2 separate regions of the Gossypium hirsutum genome follow, and region 2 is linked to region 1. Evidence: chromatin contacts called from public Hi-C data. All regions are on one chromosome and are shown on one strand. Each heading gives the region's core, a stretch centred on a gene start, on an enhancer-like site or on the middle of the called end of the contact. The rest is flanking DNA. Distances are from core to core; before and after follow the strand shown. Region 1 has its middle 53 kb from the start of LOC107951038. Region 2 holds the start of LOC107951040 (protein DCL homolog, chloroplastic).

Region 1 (3,238 bases), core at 129-2,628:
TTATTTATTCAGAATCAAACCGATGGTTGAATTGGTCAAGCCACGAATTCCAGTTTTGATCAAATACTGAAAAACCATAAAAACAAAAAAAAATTAAAAATGAAGAAAATCGGTTTAACCAACCTGTATCAATTCATCCCTTATCTTCGAACTAGTACCTTGATCGACTGATTCAGTTTGGTTCTAAAATGCTAATTTTGATTGATGAAATAACTTTTTTCGGTCTTGTCAGGTTGAGCATGCAAGCGGTGAAGTTTGAAAATAGAATTAATCACTGACCTTGAGAGGTCAAATTTTGAGTATTGTTGGTATTTCCAAACATTATAAAAGAAGAAGAAAGGAAAACAAAAGGAAAAATAAGAAAAAAAAAGAAAAAATAATGTAAAAGAAAAAAAAGTGAAATCAAATAATTAAAAATATTTTTTAAGTTTATTCATTGAAATTTTTTAACGAATATAACATTTTGGTGTAAAATGAGTAACAAAATAATAGTTTAGGTACTACTTGTGACAAAAAAATATTTAGGTATCAAAATGAGAAGAAAAAAAAACATAATTTAGGTACCAAGGTATCAAATTGGGGGGGAAAATAGTTTAGGGATCGCTTATGACCAAAAAAGGGTTTAAGTACCCAAATGGAAAAAAAGTATAGTTTAAGTATCAATTTGTGTCAAGTAAAAAAAATTATGCACTATCAATTAGGGGTAATATTAGTTCCGTTTGGTTAGATTTTTTGGATTTTTTGAACTATCCATTATAATACGGTTTGGTTTGGTTCAATTTTTAGTTTACCATATTAATTATTTGTTTTGGATTTTTAGACTTATATTGACAAAATGAACTTTGTCTTTGCCTTTATTTTAATGTTATTTGACAAAATTTCAAAAAATTCATAAAAATTTTTAAAAGACAATAAATTTTCAAGAACTTTTAAATCATTTTCACTATTTTAAATATAAAATATTTATATTTATATAATAAAGAATAGAATTCGATTAAACTTCAAGCAATTGTCATTTTTAAATTTATATTTCATAAACCCAAGTAACCTAATTCGGGTTAATTTTCCATTTTTCTTCGGAAAATGATACAACCACTTAAAAATTACTCAAGTAGAGTACTTATTTCCAACTTTGAAATGTCAATTAACATTTGTTCAAAAGAAAAATGCCATTTAACGTCTTTCATAAAGCCTTTGAAACTTCAAAAAAGTTGAATGGATTAACCAATAACCATGGATTAGGGGTAAAGGTGCAACTTATGCTATAGCCCATAGAGCATAGACCCCAAAATTCATTTAGGAGAAAGTAGATGGGGACTTTCGGCTGAAGAGAGAATTTAGAAATGTTAAAGCAAAACTTGGTTTGACTATAATTTCTTTTAGGCCCATCAATTGTTGCAAATGGCTAACATTAACGTGCACCAACTATCACACTATATGTGTAGACCCAAATCTCTTGGACTTGGTTACCCGCCCACACAACTCGCCTAAGTGAGGTTTTTGGAATTTTTCCAATAGTTTATTATAATTTAGTTTGGTTTGATTCTCACTTGTCTCATATTAACCTTTTCTTGTTTTGTATTTTTAATTTTATTTTAGTAAAATGAGTTTTTTTACAGCTTTTGAATTTTATTTGACAAAGTTTTAAAATTATTTTCATAAATATTTTTAAAGAATAATAAATTTTCAAGTAAATAAAAAAATCAATAACTTTTATATGATATATTTTAATATATTAAGTTATTTTCACTATTTTAAACATAAAATATTTATTTTTATTATCAAAATTATTTGGGTGGTGCTCTGAGATCCTTGGTGTCAGCTTGTAAAATAAATAGTAAATATTTATTAGTACATAAAATGTAATACTTCTTTTAAACGAGAATAACCTAAACTTGTAGACATAATATGCTCACGAGTTCAACCTGAAATATTATACAAAATTTAAAAGGTGAGATGATTGCCAAAATGATCCATACAATCAATTTTAACTCTTCCTAAACTATTACTTTTTTTTATAGTGTATACGCGATGGAGGTTTTTTAACTTATGAAATTGTCATTAGTCTCATTTATTTATTTATTTTTAATTTTTTAATATCAATTATGATAAACTCAAGTGAGAATGAGTAAATGGAAACAGATAGGAGATAGTGAGATACATTGAGATGTTGGGCATTAATGTTATATAAGTTGGATGGATATTTAGAAGTTGTTATCCATTGGTTCAAATGCAACCAAAATAGAATGATGTTCATACCCTTATCATTACATTCAACTCCAACATCAATTCCAGTCTCCTCTGAACATAAGAGATAGGGTAGGGTTGCACACTGTGGGTTTTGCCAAATTAGACCCAGAGATTGGTTGGTTTTTGCCGCCAATATTAAATGACTTGGGTGGCAGTATTGACCCCCTAATGCCCTAAACCAAGAAAAAAAAATCTACCAATGGTCCTTTCTTTCTGCCCATATAGAGGGGTAGTTGAGGCCTAAATTTCATTGACATATAGCTTGTATTGGCTTTTAACGGTAATCCCATAAGACTCCACTGCCAACTAGGGTTGAAATTCAGCCTAAATTTTGCAGGTAAGAATAGGACCACTGTACCCCCAACTATGTCACAAACACTTATTGACTGCCATTGGCTTTTCTTTTGATCTTTTCCTCACTGTTTAATACAAACTCTTGATTAGTTTCAAATGCTGTCTAAGCAGCTAGATCAGCATCAAAATGATTTAACATTAAATTTTGGCACCAGTGGTTCATGTGTCCATTTCTTATATTGTCCACATCAGTGTTTGAATCTAGTGACTTTGGCGTGGTTCATTCAATAATTTTTGGCCAAGGCTTTTGAGGTCCCCAAGTTCGACCATTCTTTGAAAACACATTTTCCATCAAAAGATCGAATAAATTTATCCTTGCATTAATACTACTACTACTTACGTACGCATGTTAAAGCATTACAATGAGTTCATGAGCCGTCCACATTAGGAGTTTGATTGTATATAATCGACATAGCACAAATTACAATAGGCAAAGTTAATTGCAAAAAAACAGAGGGCCAAACCTATACTAGATTAGAATTGGCAACGTACATAGATGGCTGCATTAGCCTGCAGGTTTACAGTTTCTTCCGCCGCCCTTCAATAACATCGTATGCGACATATATTATATCATGATAGTAGTGCCAACCATTGAAATGTTTGGGAGAAAGAACAAACTACAAAGGGTAATTAA
Region 2 (3,435 bases), core at 688-3,187, 87 kb after region 1:
ACAATTTGCCAGATGCTGCAACAGCAATGAAGGAAAAAAACATTCAACCACAAGGAACAGAGAATGGTAGCTTATCATTTAGTTATTTGAGTAAATTCAAAGCTGTAGGAGAAAATTTTGACAGTAGGACATAAGAAACAATTGAGCTTTGTTCTTTTAAGTTTACAATAGATATTATCCAGATATGAAACCACCAAATTGGTTTACAGAACAGACTTGACTATGGAAATACTTTGAATTTTTTTACCCAGAAGATATGTTTGATTATCTAGCAACTCAAAACAAAACAGTGAAACCCACAATAAAAGGTAATGCCAACAGAAACTCACCATAATAGAATCAAGTCCACATCCAATTTTATCTTCAGAATGTGGATGATAACGAAGAAGCATCTCTACTACAGCTTCCTCATCTGCAACAGTTAATCGTTCCCCATCCTTATACCTAAGAATAGGAGAAAAATAATTAGAAGGAAGAATCATTGACGAAGTTGACTAATATTTAACATTGTTGCACTGTATAGACACAATGGTTCAGCTTATTAACTGCTTCATCCAAAAAGTATCTCAAAAATGTTAGCTTGATTTTCTATTAGTGGTGTAAATCATAGGTTCTATGTCAAAACTTAATTTCATTAGTAATTTTTCTAAATGTAGCTAGCCATAATAACCTCATAAGGGATGTTTAACATATTGAAAATTTAAGACAGTTTAGAGAGTTCCCTTTTTGCTTATTTATTTGGTTTCCCGAATTCTCATAAGATGTAAAAATATCTGCAGCTAAGGCCTACCTACTTGATTCTAGCACACGTATAACGCAATGACACAGAAAATTATTCTCTGCAATTTATTGGATGGTGTTCTCTCTCTCCATTACTAATTTGGGTAAAATATAAAATTGGATTATAATGTCTGTACACCCAATGGATACAACATCCCAGTTCTGCTTTCATCTTTCTGTCCTTGATAAGAGAAGATAACCTCGGAGACTGATATAGGAAACTTAGCGGCAGTGTTTTGAATGGCAGGCAAGAACATGGTTAGGCGACATTAAAAAGCTCTTTTGCTGACACCATTAGACTCCACATTCCTACTTAAACAACTTCTTTTAAATACAAACAGGAAGTATAATTTTCATCCAAGCAATAGAAAGCAATGTTTTTGAAAGCATTAGAGATTTATCCACAAGATTGAACAAGTTCCTACTCTAATCGCAAAAGAAGCAACAGTAACGCAACCATGCCAAGCTTGATCATTTGTTAGAAATTAAAGTTAATTAGCATAAATATGGGACTAAACTTTTAAGACATTAGAAATTCAAGTTGCTTTTATTACTTTTGCTTTCTTGTTTAGGGTGAAAGATTAACTATATTGTATTAATTAAGCGATACATATATGAAATCATATCAGTAAAGATTCAAATGTATGATATGTAAATGGAGCCTAAAATAACTGGTGAAAATGACAAGAGCTGTGAGACTGACCTATTAGAGTGAAGAATCTCTCTAGCGAGCGAAATGATAGGCTGGATGTCACGAAGAATCTCTTCCTCCTTATCCTTCCATTTCCTGTAATCAGGATCATCCAACATATGGTACTTCTTCGGGTCCCTCACGCTAGGCACCGCACTACTCTTCTCCGCGGAGGACACCTCCTCTTCGAGCCCAGTCGACTCTGCAGCAGCGCACCAAGGACGACGAGGAGACGATGGGATTCCAGCTGCAAGAAGGTTGTATCGTTGCAGCCGAAGGCGGAGCAGTGGGATGCCTTTACGAAGCAGATGAGCAGCCATGGCTCAAGTGTGGGGGCGTAACTGAGGATCACCTAATTCGTCGCCTTTTTCCTAGGGATCGAGTCGATGCGACGCCGTGTTTCAGGATGTGACCAACTTGGACCGGCTCAAGCCCATTTTTTTTACACGCTAGTTTTTGTACCCTTATGTATAATATTTAATTAATTTCTAGAGGAATAATATTACGTTATTACTATTAATATATTACGTATAATATTTTAATTAATAATATGTAAAATTACAAGGTTTTTAAAATATAATAAAAAATAGTTCTTATGTTTTAAGGTACAAAAATATTTCTTATTAACTTTAAACTGTTTGATATAAAGTAAAAAGATTTTTAAATATTGTTAAAACTTTTCTATGAATTTTTTTTATTTCTTTACAATCTTAGTTATCAATTATTGTTTTAATTTCAAAATTTTATTAGGTATAAATCTATTTTCATAAAAATAATTTAAATTATATTTTTTATATTATTAAATATAATAAATCTGTGCATCACATGGGATGCAAACTAGTTTTTTAATATGACTAAACTAATTTTACATATTTAAATATTTTAATTTAAAATAGTTAAAAATTCCTAATTTTATTCTAATAATTATTTTTTAAAATTATTCATTTAAAAATCTATTTGAAAACAGTTATCATGTTTAAATTATTAATAGTCATGCAATTACTAAACAATGGGAAAATTGTGAATATTTTAATAGATAATTATGATAAACATATCTTATATTATATGAGATTTATGAATTTAGAATGTAAATGAAGTTGGAGTTTTTAAATATTAAATTATTAATTTAATGGATAATAATAATTTTGATGAATAAATGAATTTTGAACTTAAAATATTTTAAATTTCGAAGGTAAATCTATTAATTATTGGTTTTGCAACCAATTAAATGCAGGAGAAAATCACGAAGGTTTGATTATTGTAGCACTTCAATACTCAGGTTCAAAGGAGGGGAAATTCTAGGGTAAAAAAACCAAAATTTTTTAGGATTAATCAATTTTTTTAAGAACTTGTCAAAATTAATTTTTTACCAAAATATCTAAAAATTTATAAAACTATCTAAAATTATTTTTAATTAGAAATATTGATATTATAAATATTGGTAAATTCAAGTTTTTTAAGTTGAAGCTCATGATACAACACATAGATAGAAAATTTTAGAAAGGGTGTATAAAAAAGAGGGCAAGCTATGACCAAATTTTGTAGTATATCATCATAAAGGGCTTTTAAGGCTCTATGCTTACTGACAAGTTCTTTTGGGAGTAATTCTCCGTGATACACATTACCATAAACAAATTAATAGACTAGAATCATTTGTAAACTACCAATTTAATCCTTTAAGAACGTCTCTTCCCTGTAATAAACATTTTCAAACTTAAGGGTGACCACCTCCCGGTGTACCAATGTCGGGAGTATGAATACTATTATTAAAGATAGGGAATTGAGGCGATGTCTATATTATACGAGTCAGGTTGTAATTTAGTTTACAATGAAGTAGGTGAATACTCTGAGGTTTGCACCCAAGGGAGGCAAGTACTAAATTAATAATAACCTAAACGTAAATAGATCTAACTAGTAATTTAAATAAATTATAGTACGATAAAACAATAAGTAAAAAGAATTGG

The links. A called contact is a pair of places that touch in the nucleus more often than the background predicts.
Region 2: a contact with region 1 is called in a Hi-C map of leaf, with 4 times the contacts expected there. The contact joins the promoter of LOC107951040 here to the enhancer-like site in region 1. A contact is called at or near these places in 12 of 34 Hi-C or Micro-C datasets (callus, hypocotyl, leaf and 1 more).

Annotation. Positions count from the first base shown.
Region 1 is chrA02:21,700,368-21,703,605 of Gossypium_hirsutum_v2.1, forward strand. No RefSeq gene overlaps it. Among protein-coding and RNA genes, the nearest start is that of LOC107951038, 53 kb to the right of the region's middle. Within about 2 kb of position 1,379, at least 3 of the 9 cell types and tissues checked have an H3K27ac peak or open chromatin away from gene starts, as enhancers often do. A contact at or near this core is called in hypocotyl and leaf, where this site is marked.
Region 2 is chrA02:21,786,353-21,789,787 of Gossypium_hirsutum_v2.1, forward strand. It overlaps LOC107951040 (protein DCL homolog, chloroplastic), which reads right to left and starts at 1,938. Exons shown (of 3, transcript XM_016885927.2): 1 at 1,484-1,938; 2 at 330-444. The coding sequence starts at 1,791.